2 separate regions of the Mus musculus genome follow, and region 2 is linked to region 1. The links are chromatin contacts, called in public ChIA-PET maps. All regions are on one chromosome and are shown on one strand. The core of a region is the stretch at or near the end of the contact, and the rest is flanking DNA. Distances in the headings are between cores, read along the strand shown. Region 1 has its middle 16 kb from the start of Gm40125. Region 2 overlaps Sass6 (SAS-6 centriolar assembly protein).

What was found. ChIA-PET counts read pairs in DNA pulled down with a chosen protein or histone mark.
Region 2: a contact with region 1 is called in an RNA polymerase II ChIA-PET map of effector CD8 T cells, with 9 read pairs. The contact joins two enhancer-like sites. A contact is called at or near these places in 3 of 39 promoter capture datasets (the 3T3-L1 cell line, the HPC-7 cell line and liver), 2 of 115 datasets of contacts at active chromatin or transcription factors (effector CD8 T cells and memory CD8 T cells) and 2 of 9 other capture datasets (adipose tissue and pancreatic islet).

The regions. Positions count from the first base shown.
Region 1 is chr3:116,438,683-116,441,735 of GRCm38.p6, reverse strand. No RefSeq gene overlaps it. Among named protein-coding and RNA genes, the nearest start is that of Gm40125, 16 kb to the right of the region's middle. Within about 2 kb of position 1,420, at least 51 of the 459 cell types and tissues checked have an H3K27ac peak or open chromatin away from gene starts, as enhancers often do. A contact at or near this core is called in effector CD8 T cells and memory CD8 T cells, where this site is marked.
Region 2 is chr3:116,628,778-116,631,830 of GRCm38.p6, reverse strand. It overlaps Sass6 (SAS-6 centriolar assembly protein), which reads right to left. Exons shown (of 17, transcript NM_028349.3): 17 at 845-3,053. The coding sequence ends at 3,017. It overlaps Mfsd14a (major facilitator superfamily domain containing 14A), which reads left to right. Exons shown (of 12, transcript NM_008246.2): 12 at 1-667. Among named protein-coding and RNA genes, the nearest start is that of Trmt13, 16 kb to the right of the region's middle. Within about 2 kb of position 1,515, at least 8 of the 459 cell types and tissues checked have an H3K27ac peak or open chromatin away from gene starts, as enhancers often do. A contact at or near this core is called in effector CD8 T cells and memory CD8 T cells, where this site is marked.

The DNA of each region.
Region 1 (3,053 bases), core at 171-2,670:
GTGGGCGTGATGTCTGACTTTAGAAGCGTGAAGGAGAGGCCTCATTGAGAAGGTGACTTTTGAGTCAAGACGTACAGGAGGTGAGTGAGTGAGCCCTGGCAAGGGAGCACTGAGGTAAGAAGTCAAGGAAGGAGGGGCTAGAAGGTTCAAGAAACTGTAAGGACCAGTGTGGCAGGCAAGAAGAGAAATAGAGGCAGACAGCGGGATTGGATGATGCTGAGATACGGTATTATCTTTTTTTTTTTTTTTTTGGTTTTTCGAGACAGGGTTTCTCGGTATAGACCTGGCTGTCCTGGAACTCACTTTGTAGACCAGGCTGGCCTCAAACTCAGAAATGAGCCTGCCTCTGCCTCCCAAGTTCTGGGATTAAAGGCGTGTGCCACCACGCCCGGCATGGTATTATCTTAAGACTGCCTTATATTGCAGTATTAAGATTTTGACTTTTCCTCTGAATGACTTGGGATACTATTAAAGCAAAGAATCGCTAAAGCTTGGCAGGATTCTGGAATGCTCATAGTTGCCCCGAGGGAAGCTAGCTAGAGAATTGCTCTAGTTATATAGGAGATGGTAGTGGCTTTGATGGAATAATGGCTGGAGAACCATCCCAATTATGAACATATTTTTGTTTGAGGAAACAGAGTTTCTTGCAGCACAAACTCACCTCACATTTACTGTGGTGGTTTGAATGAGACTGGCTGCCACCCCCAGCCCATAGGCTCCTAAGAGGTATGGCCTTGTTGGAGAAGCTAAGTCACTAAGGATGGGCTTTGAAGTTTTGAAAGATCCCTGGTGTTCATGTTCTTTGTCTCTTTGTCTCTCTGTTTGTCTGTCTCTCTGCCTGTCTCTCTGTCTGTCAGACTGTCTGGCTCTCTTTCTGTTTCTCTCTCTCCCTGTTTCATGGTTGTATCTCAAGATGTGAGCTCTGAACTATTCCTTTGCTTAGCTGTCATGAACTCTACCCTCTGAAGCCATAAACCCAGAATAAACTTTCTTCTCTAAGTTTCCTTGGTAATAGTATTTTATCACAGCAATAGAGAAGTAATTAAGACCCTTACTGGTTAGCTAAGGTTGACCTTGAACTCTGATCCTCCTGCCTCTACCTCCCAGGGGCTGGGATTATAGAGCTACTGTTTCTAGCTCTGCATATATATTTAAGGCACAGGTTGCAGGGTATGCTGCAGACTCAATGTGTCATGTGACAGAAAGAGAGGTGTTAAGGATAAATCCAATGGCTAAGGCCCAAGGCACTGGAAAAGCACAATGTCAATCAAATACGATGGTGATTGTACAGGGATTAAGTTTTTATTTTTAACACCAGAAGTTTGGGGCTTGGAGGAAAAAAAGTTGCAAGGCGGCATAGAGATCATAGTCAAAAGCCACAGGATGAGATGAGGCCATACAAAAGGAAGTGGCTGAGGCAGAAACACACACACTCCGAGGTGTGGGTGCTCCCGTTTCAGAGAGCTGAGGGACTCTCAGAAGGAGCAGATCCTAGAAAAGCCGAGTCCACGAGGCAGAAAGGGAAGCAGGAGATTAACTGGGGAAGCCGAGGAGAGTGATCGGAATGGGGAGAACAAGGGTTCAGTGTTGCTTCTTGTAAGTCATGTAAAATGAAGAATCAGACTTTATGGGGGATTAGCAGGGGCTGCTGGTGACTGCCTGAGCATCTGGGGACACACACGCGTGCGCGCACACACACACACACACACACACACACACGGAGTAAGTTTATACCTGGATGCATGTGAAAACCAGTGGACAACCTGGGTGTCCCTCCTTCTGTCTACCTTGTTTTGTTGTTTTTCTTATAGGGTCTCTCATTAGGACCTGGCCCATAGATTAGGTATGGCACCAAGCTCCAGTGATCCTTCTTGGTGGCCCTAGCACTGGATTATAAGTGTGCCACCATACCTGGCTATTTAAGGTGGGTCCTGGAAACTGAATTTGGGAATGGTGGTCATTTGAGCAGCAACACTTTCCAACTGAGATATCACCCCAATCTAGAGAGGGTTTTATTTGAATAATCTAGAGATGCTTAGTATAATTTTTAATTTTTTTCTGGTGCTGGGATTTGAATCTGGGGTCTCTTATATTCAGTAAATTCAGCTATAATACCATACTTCTCTGTTATCTTTGATAAAATGCATAGCCCCTTCTGGCTTGCCAATACCTGTATCCCTCTATGCCTGGGGTTATTTTTTGTTTTTGGACTCTTACATACATGCAACAAAAAGAAGTGCCAGGATAACATCCCAGGGAGCAGCTGTCAACCAATGGGTGGTGGGAGCTGGTAGGTAAACCTCCCATCTTATATTGAGGAAGGGGAGGTGGGTGGAGCTTAAGGTCCTGGTTTTATAGTGTATTTATTATGTATACCATTGTGCAGTGTATCCATGGGAAATAAGTTTGTCCTTCACAATGGCTTCTAGGCTCAAAGACAACATCCTCCATTGATTGCCTTTTCTTCCTTCCTGGCCTCATCTCCTCTCTCCAGATGCTGTTGCCTGTAATTCCCCAATAAATTTCTTGTACTTGAATCTTTGTTCTTGGGGAACCTGAGTTAAGTCTCTTCATATTTAAGTATCATCTAAAGTTCAGTGATGCTCTAAGACTCAATATTCTGGGAGGGTGGAGTACCAGAGAGGGTGTGGAAATTCCTTGCTTCTCCATATCTTCCTGATTCCTGTCTCCAACTGTCTGTTCCTGATTCATAGAGCCCTGATAGTAAATGCTAACTTACAGTTTGGAGTTCACAAAATTTGTGCCTGAAGTTTTATTAGCAAATACTTTGGAAGAGGGAGCAAGTTACAGCACATTACAAAATGGCAGAGTTACAACTCTTTTGCTTACAATTCCGAGGCTTCTTTCTATCTATAGCAATAACACCTAGATGTATTTAGTCTTTGTTCTTAGTTCTTGACATAGAACATCCAAAATTCTTAAAATTTCCTCACTGATAGGGCAATAGGACAACTTTTGTAATTCACAAACTGCTTTAGACTCCATCTGAGTTTTTGTTGCTGGGGTAACCCTAGATTTTTGTGACGGGAGAT
Region 2 (3,053 bases), core at 266-2,765, 190 kb before region 1:
TGGTAAAGAATTGTTTGCATTTAAAAGAACTTGTGAAAATTGTAGAAAACCAGAATCATGTTTCAAGCTTGTTTGCCATAATTTTATTTAAAGCATTATTCACGGCTGTTCTGAAGAATGAAAAGATCAGCCACTTAGAATTCAAATTGGGGTGGTCAGAGCCTAGCCATCTGGCTCAATCTGTTTAAATCTGTTCTGCTTCTTATACCACTATTCTTTTGATATTTGCATAATCATAAGGACCTCAACACTTGAATACATAATCTAAAAATTATATAGTAAAGCTGGTAGCCTTGAAAATGTCAATGTGATATCTATATGTAGATAAATATATATAGTGGCCTTTCAGGACTGTCACAGTAACACTTTATTTACAGAGCTAATGTTTGTCCTAAATTTTCAGGACCCTAGAAGAGAGCTTTATACAATTACTGATGTGAATTTCTCTAAAGTGTATATTTTTGTGTCCAGTTATATTATTTAAAAAAGTGTTACTTTGTAAAAATGTACATAAAGTATTGTATAGTTTACACTGTTTTCATCTTGTGTGTGGTTACTGCCTAATGCTTTTTAAACTTGGAGCATTCACTATGATTAAATAAGGTCTCAAATGTAAATATTCTGTTAATAAAATTAAATATTTTAATGATTTTTTTCTTTTTAAAAAGGTCTTGATCTGTGAGTCCCTCCCTGTAAGGCCGGTTTAGGCTTTGTTACAGTAACAAATCCTCTTACCTTAACTTACCTTCTGCAATCCATTTGCTGCCCTCACCTCACCTCACCAAAAACAAAACAAAAAGCCTGAAGATAAAAATAACGAAGTGTGTAGGTCAACCGGAAATGCTTGATTTCCTAAGCACAGTTAGTCTTTTATTTCCTAAACATGCTTCTTGCATATAAAACGCTCAAGCCTCAGTGCTTTATTGACAAAGGTCACAGCTTTCAGAAATAGCAAAAAGCAACATTCTGATGGTTAACACATGTACAGTTATACAACACAAAACAATTTCAGACAAAAGCAGAAGAGGTAGAGCAGAGAGTTGGCGCTATCTGTGTGTGTGGACACTTAGCACAGAGACAGGTCACCAACACCCTGCGTGGAAATGAGCTGTCCTATCGTGGAAACAGGTTTATAAATAGTAAGGGGAGGGTATCTCTTCTAAAAAGCTATATATGTCTTGTATCCCTTTCCAAAGGCTGCCATAGCTCTTAGGTTTATTCTATAGTATTTACAACAGTCCTGTGCTGCATAGAGAGACTTCTTTCCAGAATAAGTGCTTTCAAGTAGTTATAGCAATATTCTTCCCATCACTGAACTGTGATAACAGCCCTCGTTGAAGACAGCTAGCAATAGCCATCATCCTGAAAGTGAGGCTAAAGATTCTACGTCACTGTCTCAAAATGTCTGCAACAGTGTAAAGTACTTGAAAAAAAATGTGTATAAATGTTTTGCCTAGAAACCACATGCATGCCTGATGCACTCTGGGTGACAAAATTGTGAGCTGTCATGTGGGTGCTGGGATTAGAACCCACATCCTCTGAAAAGAGTAGCTAGTGCCGATCATCACTAAGCCATCTCTTCAGCCCCTTGAAACTTAAAATATCACATGATTGTTAACATTTTACAGATAAGATTTTTGGGGTCTTGGAATTTTAATTTCCTTTGGGTGGTTGTCAACAAGAAAACAAAATTAGACCTCTAAGATTATAGAGGGTTGTTTTTGGTTTTTTGTTTCATTTTGTTTTTTAAAACTACTTAATTTCAAAGGAATAGTTCTTGGAAGTTTTTAATAGTGAGGAAGTTGTAATTTCCAATAGTTAACTCTCCTCCTGCTTTATTAACACTGATGACAAATTTTAATATTATAAAAAGTCCCATGAACTTTTATGGTGTTATTACACTGATGATCTTTATGGAATGCCCAGATGACTAAAGCACTTCAGTCATGTAAATACACTGTCCCAATGATTTTTATATAAAAATTATTTCAGAGAAAATGATTTACTCACTATGAATACTTAATTTCACTCAAAATCCTTAAGAGTGTCACTAGGTACATCAACCAAACTCCAAATGCCCATACCCAGGACTTGACTAGCACAAGGTCGAATACACTGTTTTGGGTTTGATTTTTTTTTTGGGGGGGGGGAAGGGGGTTCGAGACAGGGTCTCTCTGTACAGCCCTGGCTGTCCTGGAACTCACTCTGTAGACCAGGCTGGCCTCCAACTCAGAAATCCGCCTGCCTCTGCCTCCCGAGTGCTGGGATTAAAGGCGTGCGCCACCACTGCCCGGCTGGTTTGATATTTTTATCTTACTGATTGGTTATTTTTATTTTCTTTTTTAAGGGAGAAAGAACATAAAATTGGGTGGGTAGGAAACTGGAGACCATCTGGGAGGAGAAATTATAAACCAAATATATTGTGTAACTCAGGCTTGGTGGGTACACAGCTTTAGTCCTAGGTCTTGGGACACAGAGGCAGGTGGATCTGGGTTTGAGGCCAGCCTGGTCTACATACATAGCCAGTTCCAGGACAGCTTGAACTACATAATAATAGACCCTGTCTCAAAAAAAAAAAAAAAAAAAAAACTTTGAAAGTTGTATGAGAACTGAATGTAAAGTCAATGTAAGGCTCAATGGTCACAGGTGGAAGCTCTCCCAGCTCTCAGGTGGCAGATTAAGATTTTTTTTTTTTTACAATAAAAATGATCGAATGAATCACAAGTCTTCAGTTTATATTCCCTGCAGGTGTATCTTGATAAAGTGTCCCTAAGCAGACCAACTGGTAAGAATCTGATACAATCCAGTGACTTTTTGAAACATTCTGTTTTGTTCACAGAAAAAAAAATACCATTTACTCAGCATCCTTATCAATTTCCTAAATTTGTAAATGGCAGCAGTATTATAAAGGATCCAAATGACCTAACAGGAACCAGAAAAAAATTGATTTTGTTATCAATAGTCTGTTAAATCACTTGAATTCCTAAACTGTCGGTGAGCAGTAAAAGGTGTTGGATTAACTACTTGGTAACTGCCCAGGGAAGTAGGCTGAA